Regions from separate parts of the Ovis aries genome. Here region 2 is linked to region 1. Evidence: chromatin contacts called from public Hi-C data. All regions are on one chromosome and are shown on one strand. Each heading gives the region's core, a stretch centred on a gene start, on an enhancer-like site or on the middle of the called end of the contact. The rest is flanking DNA. Distances are from core to core; before and after follow the strand shown. Region 1 overlaps RPS6KL1 (ribosomal protein S6 kinase like 1). Region 2 overlaps NEK9 (NIMA related kinase 9).

The links. Hi-C and Micro-C count contacts between places; a contact is called where the count stands out from the background.
Region 2: a contact with region 1 is called in a Hi-C map of tail adipose tissue, with 5 times the contacts expected there. The contact joins two enhancer-like sites. A contact is called at or near these places in 5 of 16 Hi-C or Micro-C datasets (muscle, omental adipose tissue, retroperitoneal adipose tissue and 1 more).

Annotation. Positions count from the first base shown.
Region 1 is chr7:84,247,112-84,250,576 of ARS-UI_Ramb_v3.0, forward strand. RPS6KL1 (ribosomal protein S6 kinase like 1) reads right to left here. Exons shown (of 10, transcript XM_060418352.1): 4 at 2,966-3,058. Among named protein-coding and RNA genes, the nearest start is that of RPS6KL1, 5.5 kb to the right of the region's middle. Within about 2 kb of position 1,795, at least 6 of the 54 cell types and tissues checked have an H3K27ac peak or open chromatin away from gene starts, as enhancers often do.
Region 2 is chr7:84,415,104-84,418,568 of ARS-UI_Ramb_v3.0, forward strand. NEK9 (NIMA related kinase 9) reads right to left here. Exons shown (of 22, transcript XM_012182349.5): 19 at 3,000-3,202; 20 at 1,461-1,622. Among named protein-coding and RNA genes, the nearest start is that of ZC2HC1C, 19 kb to the left of the region's middle. Within about 2 kb of position 1,733, at least 1 of the 54 cell types and tissues checked has an H3K27ac peak or open chromatin away from gene starts, as enhancers often do.

The DNA of each region.
Region 1 (3,465 bases), core at 545-3,044:
TTTTTTTTAAAAATAGTATTATGGGCTTCCCAGGTGGCACTAGTGGCAAAGAACCTGCCTGCCAATGCAGGAGATGTAAGAGACTTGGGTTCGATCCCTGGGTTGGGAAAATCCCCTGGAGGAGGGCATGGCAACCCACTCCAGTACTCTTGCCTGGAGAATCCCATGGACAGAGGAGCCTGGCTGGCTACAGTCCATGGAGTCGCAAACAGTCGGACACGACTGAAGCGACGATTCCATTCCATTCCATGTGGCTGGTGACTACTATATCTGACTGTACAGTATAATCCTTCTTCCCCCGCAGGGAGACTGAGCCGGTTTAATGCAGCAGCTGTGCCGGCTACAGTGGGCTTAACAGATGCCAGGAGAGAAGGCTATCAGGAAGGTGTAAGGCAGTTCTGAGTGCCAGCTCCCATCTTTTTAAAAAAGGAAGTCTCTTTTTTAAAAAATAAAACCCACTGAGCTCTTGGGATGTGTGGACAATTAAAACTTTGGTAAAACACATTAACCCTTTATTTTAAAATGTCCAGAGTGTCAAGGCCAGGAGGACTCCCTCCTGGAGCAAACAAATCCAGAAGTTTCAAATAGGTTCTCAAGCATAAAGGTCCCCAGGGGCTGTTCATGTGTGCCAGTGGGCAGGACAGGAAAGGGCTGGCCGAGCGCCTCATTAAAGCAGGCAGCCCTTCATCTGCCTGGGGTTGACAAGCAGGAATGTGAGCCTGCATTTCCAGATCCTCTCATTTCTCAGGAAAAGTAGGAAACTTGGGCTTTCTCTATGAAACCTGCCAATTTTCAAATGCTGATAAATAGTAATAATTTTAAACACCCTCATGTTTGAGCCAAAAACACAGAAGGGACTTGGCTGTCCTTCTCTTTCTTCCCATCCCTGACTCAGGGCCTAGCTCCTGGACGAAGCTCAGCAAATAGCCAGTGTTGTCTCCTAAGCCCCCCAAGGCTCCCTGAGAGTAGACCCTAGGCATCCTGGCCAGCTGCCCACCTAGTCCCTGACCCACCCACCTCACTGTTCTCTGCCGCCCCCTACCCTTGCAGGTATCTCTTCTGGCCCCAAGGAAACCCTCTTCAGCCCCATGAACCCTCACAGTGGGACCTCTCTGGGGGCTCTCAAGGCTTCCTAAGTGGGGCCCTTTGCTGCCCTGAGGCTGGGGCTGCTGCAGACTGGCACTGCTCTGCCAATCACCCGCCCTGGGCTGTCTGGGCACAGCTATGGAATGAAAGGCAGTGACATCCATCCGGGCGTGGCTGCAGGGACCTGGGCCCAGTGGCCCTAACATCTCTCCTAATTTGGGAGACTGATTTTCCTGGCTTGTGAATGACACAGGAAAAGGCCACAGGATTTTAGGAGGGATGCGGAGTGGCTAAGTTGAGTGCCCAAGAAAGGTAATAAAGGAAAAAAGAGGGCACTTGTAAGACAGAACGGTTGGGCTTGGCCTGAATCTGTTTTTCCCATATGCACAGGCCTCGGAATACAGGATTCCAAAAATGCTTTGCACATGTGTGTCTGGGGTTAAACAAATTCAAATTCGGGGAATTCTGTCATAGACCTCCCTCTTGGAGATTCACTGTGTACATTTGCACCCTCAAAGCCTGAAACTTCCTAGAATTAAAGCAATGAAGTAATGTAACTTTAACGCACTGTTTCTAAAGCTTATTTGACCCAGAACCCCTCTCTCCATAACACCATCGGTTCAGTGGGATCCCACACGGGCGAACAGTGGTGGCTGTCGCCTCCTTGGCCTGCCCCCCGGGGGCGGCCGAGCCACGTGGATGAACGCGGTGGGCGGGAAGGGCTGGGCAGATGGAAGCTGGCTGGGCCTTGGCTGACAGACCAGGCGCCTGCTCCAGGGAATAGGGAGCAGCCGCTGGAGCGAAGCCAGGGATGGGAAGCCTGCTTCCTGCTGACCCACTCTTGTCATCAGCCTTCAGCCATCGAACTTGTATCAGACGCTTTAGCGTGTGCCAGGCCTTTCCCAAAAATTATCTCACTTTAGTTCCCACATCCCCCTGGGTGGGTGGGAAGATCCCTTCCCCACTTCCAGATGAGGAAACCGGTGCCCAGAGAGGGCAAAGAGCTTGCCTGGGGCCACGTGGTGCCCGTCCAGACAGCACTTCATCCTCGGCAGTGTGTGAAGGAGCACACACCAGTCCTCTTTTCTCTGCTGGCTCCCACACCCGCCCGAATCCCCCGTGAGTGTCTTAAATGACAGATGCCTGGGTTCAACCCTAGAAATTCTCATTTGGTGGGTTTGGGATGGGGCCCAGGCATCTGTGTGGTTAGGAAACTCCCCCAGGTGATTCTGATGAACGGTTCAGTTTGAAAAAAACATAAAAACACTTAAGCAAATACTCCAGCTATCTCTGGGTCCAGGCAGAGAGCAATCGAATATTGGCTCAAATCTCATTTGACCCAACCTGTCTGTCCTTCTGCTGAGTGTCCAGGTCCAGTTTGCACTGTCGACTCCTGTCTGCCCTGAATTAAGGGAGCCGATCCCAGATTGGGGCACCGCGGGAGAAGCCAGGAGACAGAGGGCAGAGCTGCCAAGGACCTGGACAAGGCAGGTTTCTAGCGATGAGCACATTCCTGCCCCAGGAACCTCTGGGCTGGGCTTGGCAGGGGAGATTCTTGGCTGCAGCCCCTGGAGGAAGCGGGAAGTGGGGGCGCACAAGGCAGCTCAGGCTGGCTGGGTGCCCCTGCGGCTGCTGTGCTGAACTGCCGAGGGAGCGGTTCTGTGTCTGAGCTGGAGGGTCTGTGGAGAGGCGCTGTCTGCCTCTGTGGCTTCCTCACTTTTTCCTTGCCGGGGCTGGTGTGTGCTGGGCTGGAGGAGGGGTGGGGCACCCCTGGACCCGGCTGCCCTTCTCTGCTTGGACCCCCTGACCCCTTTCCAGCACTGGCCACTCCCGGTCACACACACTGTGTCCTCCCACACCTTGGGCGTCGCTCGCTCACCTTCTCGATGACCCCGACCACCTTGCAGCCCCTCAGCTGCTCCAGGGCAGAGCTCAGCGTGCGGATGGGCCGGAGCCTCAGGCTGCTGAAACCCTGCGGTGGCGGGAGAGAGCCCCACGGCAGCCTCAGGGTCACGGCCTCCTCACCCAGCTGCACCGAGCAGGGCTCAGCTTGCCAGGAGACCAGTGGCCACAGAGGGCAAGGACCAGGGTACGAGCAGACCCCCACCTCACAGAGACAGACCCAGCCTTGGTCCAGGGTGGCCAGGCCACCCTCTCAGCTCAGCGCCTACCCGGGCTTCCTCCCAGGCTCAAGGAGTCCTCTGAAACCCCCTCTCAAAAGTGGCACCCACAGGAGGCAGATGCTCCCAGGGGTGGGGAAATAACCTGGGCAACAGGCTTCAAAGACCAAGGCAGGCCCAGGTACCTGCACTGTGGGAAGCATCTTACAAGGTGCATCAGACTAGGAGTGTGTATGTGCACACCTAGGGGTTGAAAAGT
Region 2 (3,465 bases), core at 483-2,982, 170 kb after region 1:
TCCAACCTACCCTCACAATGTCAGGAAAAACTGGTCTTGAATTTTGGAATTTCAATTTTGGTACTTCTAAGGTAGAGAGAAAAACATCGACTACTGCTTTACTGACTACACCAAAGGCTTTTACTGTGTGGATCACAACAAACTGTGGAAAATTCTTAAAAAGAAGGGAGTAGCAGACCACCTGACCTGCCTCCAGAGAAACCTGTAAGCAGGTCAAGAAAGCAACAGTTAGAACTGGACATGGAACAACAGACTGGTTCCAAATCGGGAAAGGAGCATTTCAAGGCTGTATATTGTCACCCTGCTTATTTAACTTATATGCAGAGTACATCATGAGAAACGCTGGGCTGGAAGAAGCACAAGCTGGAATCAAAACTGCTGGGAAAAATATCAATAACCTCAGATATGCAGATGACACCACCCTTATGGCAGAAAGCGAAAAAGAACTAAAGAGCCTCTTGATGCAAGTGAAAGAGGAGAGTGAAAAAGTTGGCTTAAAACTCAACATTCAAAAAACTAAGATCATGGCATCCAGTCCCATCACTTCATGGCAAACAGATAGGGAAACAATGGAAACAGTGAGAGACTTTATTTTTGGGGGCTCCCAAATCACTGCAGATGGTGACTGCGGCCATGAAATTAAAAGACGCTTACTCCTTGGAAGGAAAGTTATGACCAACCTAGATAGCATATTAAAAAGCAAAGACATTACTTTGCCAACAAAGATCTGTCTAGTCAAGGCCATGGTTTTTCCAGTAGTCATGTACGGGTGTGAGAGTTGGACTATAAAGAAAGCTGAGCACCAAACAATCGATGCTTTTGAACCGTGGTGTTGGAGAAGACTCTTGAGAGTCCCTTGGACTGCAAGGAGATCTAACCAGTCCATCCTAAAGAAAATCAGTCCTGAATTTTCACTGGAGGACTGATGTTGAAGCTGAAATATTTTGGCCAATACTTTGGCCACCTGATGCAAAGAACTGACTCATTTGAAAAGACTCTGATGCTGGGAGAGATTGAAGGCAGGAGGAGAAGGGGACAACAGAGGATGAGATGGTTGGATGGCATCACCGACTCTACGGACATGAGTTTAAGCAAACTCCAGGAGCTGGTGATGGACAGGGAAGCCTGGCGTGCTGTAGTCCGTGGGGCTGCAAAGAGTCGGACACGACTGAGCAACTGAAATGAACTGAGCTGAACTGAAGGCAGAGAGAACAGACAGACAATCATCTGGTATAGAAAGGTGTGGGCCTGTCAGAAATACGAAAGGGTAAATACTTTCCACAGAAGTCAGTTTAGCCTTGCGTAGAGGCTTTAAGCACTACTGAACAGGAGGTGTGAGTTGATGCTGGGCAGCTGGGAAACAATGAAGCTAGAGGGAGAGACAGGGAGGCCAGGAGAATGGGGCAGAGCTTATAGCCACTGTTTATCTAGTCTTGATTTAAAGGCAAAAGCTCAGTTACCCAGGCTCCTGCTGGGGGCTTGTGTTCCAAAGGCGCTTCGGAAGCCATCTTGAGTCCTTGTAGCTCGTCATACGGCAGAGTATCTCTCTCAGATTCTGAAAAAGCTGCACTTAGGGGAGATGGGCTGTCAGGCATAGGGATGAATTCTGCATTTTCCAGCTCCTACGTATGAGAGAAAGAATCTCATCAGTTCCATCTGAGCCTTTCACTTTCATCCAAATTCCTTCCCTGCTATAGCTTTCACGCTGACGTGTCATCGGCACCCTCTAGCGGAGCAGGACAGTTGTGGTTACAACACAGCTTATCCTGTCAGTCAATGTACTGGCAGGCCTTCCTTTGAGGAGCAGATAGGGAAGGGAATTCAAACTCAATTTCAAGAACACTTTTTGATACCCAGTGTGATGCCTCAACACACTCAGTCAACAAAGGCTATTCAAGTTGGGAAGCTCTAAGGTGATGGCCGTGAGGCTAACTGCCAGGCTGCTAAAGGCTGAAGCTTTAGATGGAACTGTGCGCTGCTTCTTTCATTCACATTCCTAAGTAGCTATCAAGTTTAATATTGTTACAGAGGGAGCCTTACATCTAGAGGTTCCCTCTTTTTTGTTGGGGGGGGGCGTGATTTAAAATTTCTCAACTATAATTTTAAGATTTTCTTTTTTAACGTGAACCATTTGTAAAGTCTTTTTATTGAACTTGTTACAATACTGTTTATGTTTCATGTTTTGTTTTTTCTGGCCACTAGGCATGGAGAAGGCAATGGCACCCCACTCCAGTGCTCTTGCCTGGAAAATCCCATGGACGGAAGAGCCTGGTAGGCTGCAGTCCATGGGGTCGCTAAGAGTCGGGCACGACTGAGCGACTTCACTTTCACTTTTCCCTTTCATGCAACGGAGAAGGAAATGGCAACCCGCTCCAGTACTCTTACCTGGAAAATCCCAGGGACAGAGGAACCTAGTGGGCTGCCGTCTATGGGGTCGCACAGAGTCAGACACGACTGAAGCGACTTAGCAGCAGCAGCAGCAGGCATGTCGGATCTTAACTCCCAAATCAGGGATGGAACTTGCATCCCCTGTTTTGGAAGGCAAAGTCTCAACCACTGGACTGCTAGGGAGGTCCCTAACTATAAATATTGACTGTAGAAAATGTGCAAATATTGATAGGCAAAGAAACATGATAAAAATCACCAGTAATTCCATCACTCACAGGTAACCACTGTTAAGGCATTTTTCTACTGTAAGGCATTCCAACTACCTTGATATTCTACGAACCACAGTACAAAATCTATAAGCTTAATCTTCGCACACATGCATTACAAACACTTCTTTCAAGGAAGGTTACGTTAATTTCCATTCACTTAAGTAATATAGGTATGAGACCACCTTATCTTTTCTTGTCAGAAAAAAAAAGGATTAGAGATTTGATGATTTCGGCTCAGACAGAAATCAGAAACCTAGATGCCTGCTGCAAAGCACTTGAGCAGCACATGGGAAACAGAGATCCTTCTAGTCCCTACAGAGTTCCTGTCACCAAAGGAACTACCTTTCGAAGCCAGCCAGGACAGGAGCTGCTGGCCCCACTGCTGATCCGCATGGCCTCAGTGGGACTGACGAGACCTTCCATGCCTCGGTCTGCTTCCATTGTTCCTCGGAAGCCTCCACTTGGATCAGGAGTTTCAGATTCCTGCTGACTGTCGTCTTCTCTTCCGCCACCGCTGCCACCTCCTGGGCTAGAGCTCTGAACCACTGACAGATACACAGCACAGAAATATAGAGCTTTGCTATGCAACAGTATTTACCAGCTGACAGCCCCACCAACCCCTGGAGAGTTTCTGAGAGTTGCGTGAAGTGGAACAGCAACGGTGTAAGTCAGATACCTGGGCCTAAATTTCTAGTTCTTTACACAAGGTATTGTGCATCAGGATCTTTATGACAGTATTCACTTCTACTTTCCAAACTTGCTTGTACTTAATTATCAATGTTCTACTAGATTACTGAATAATCACCCC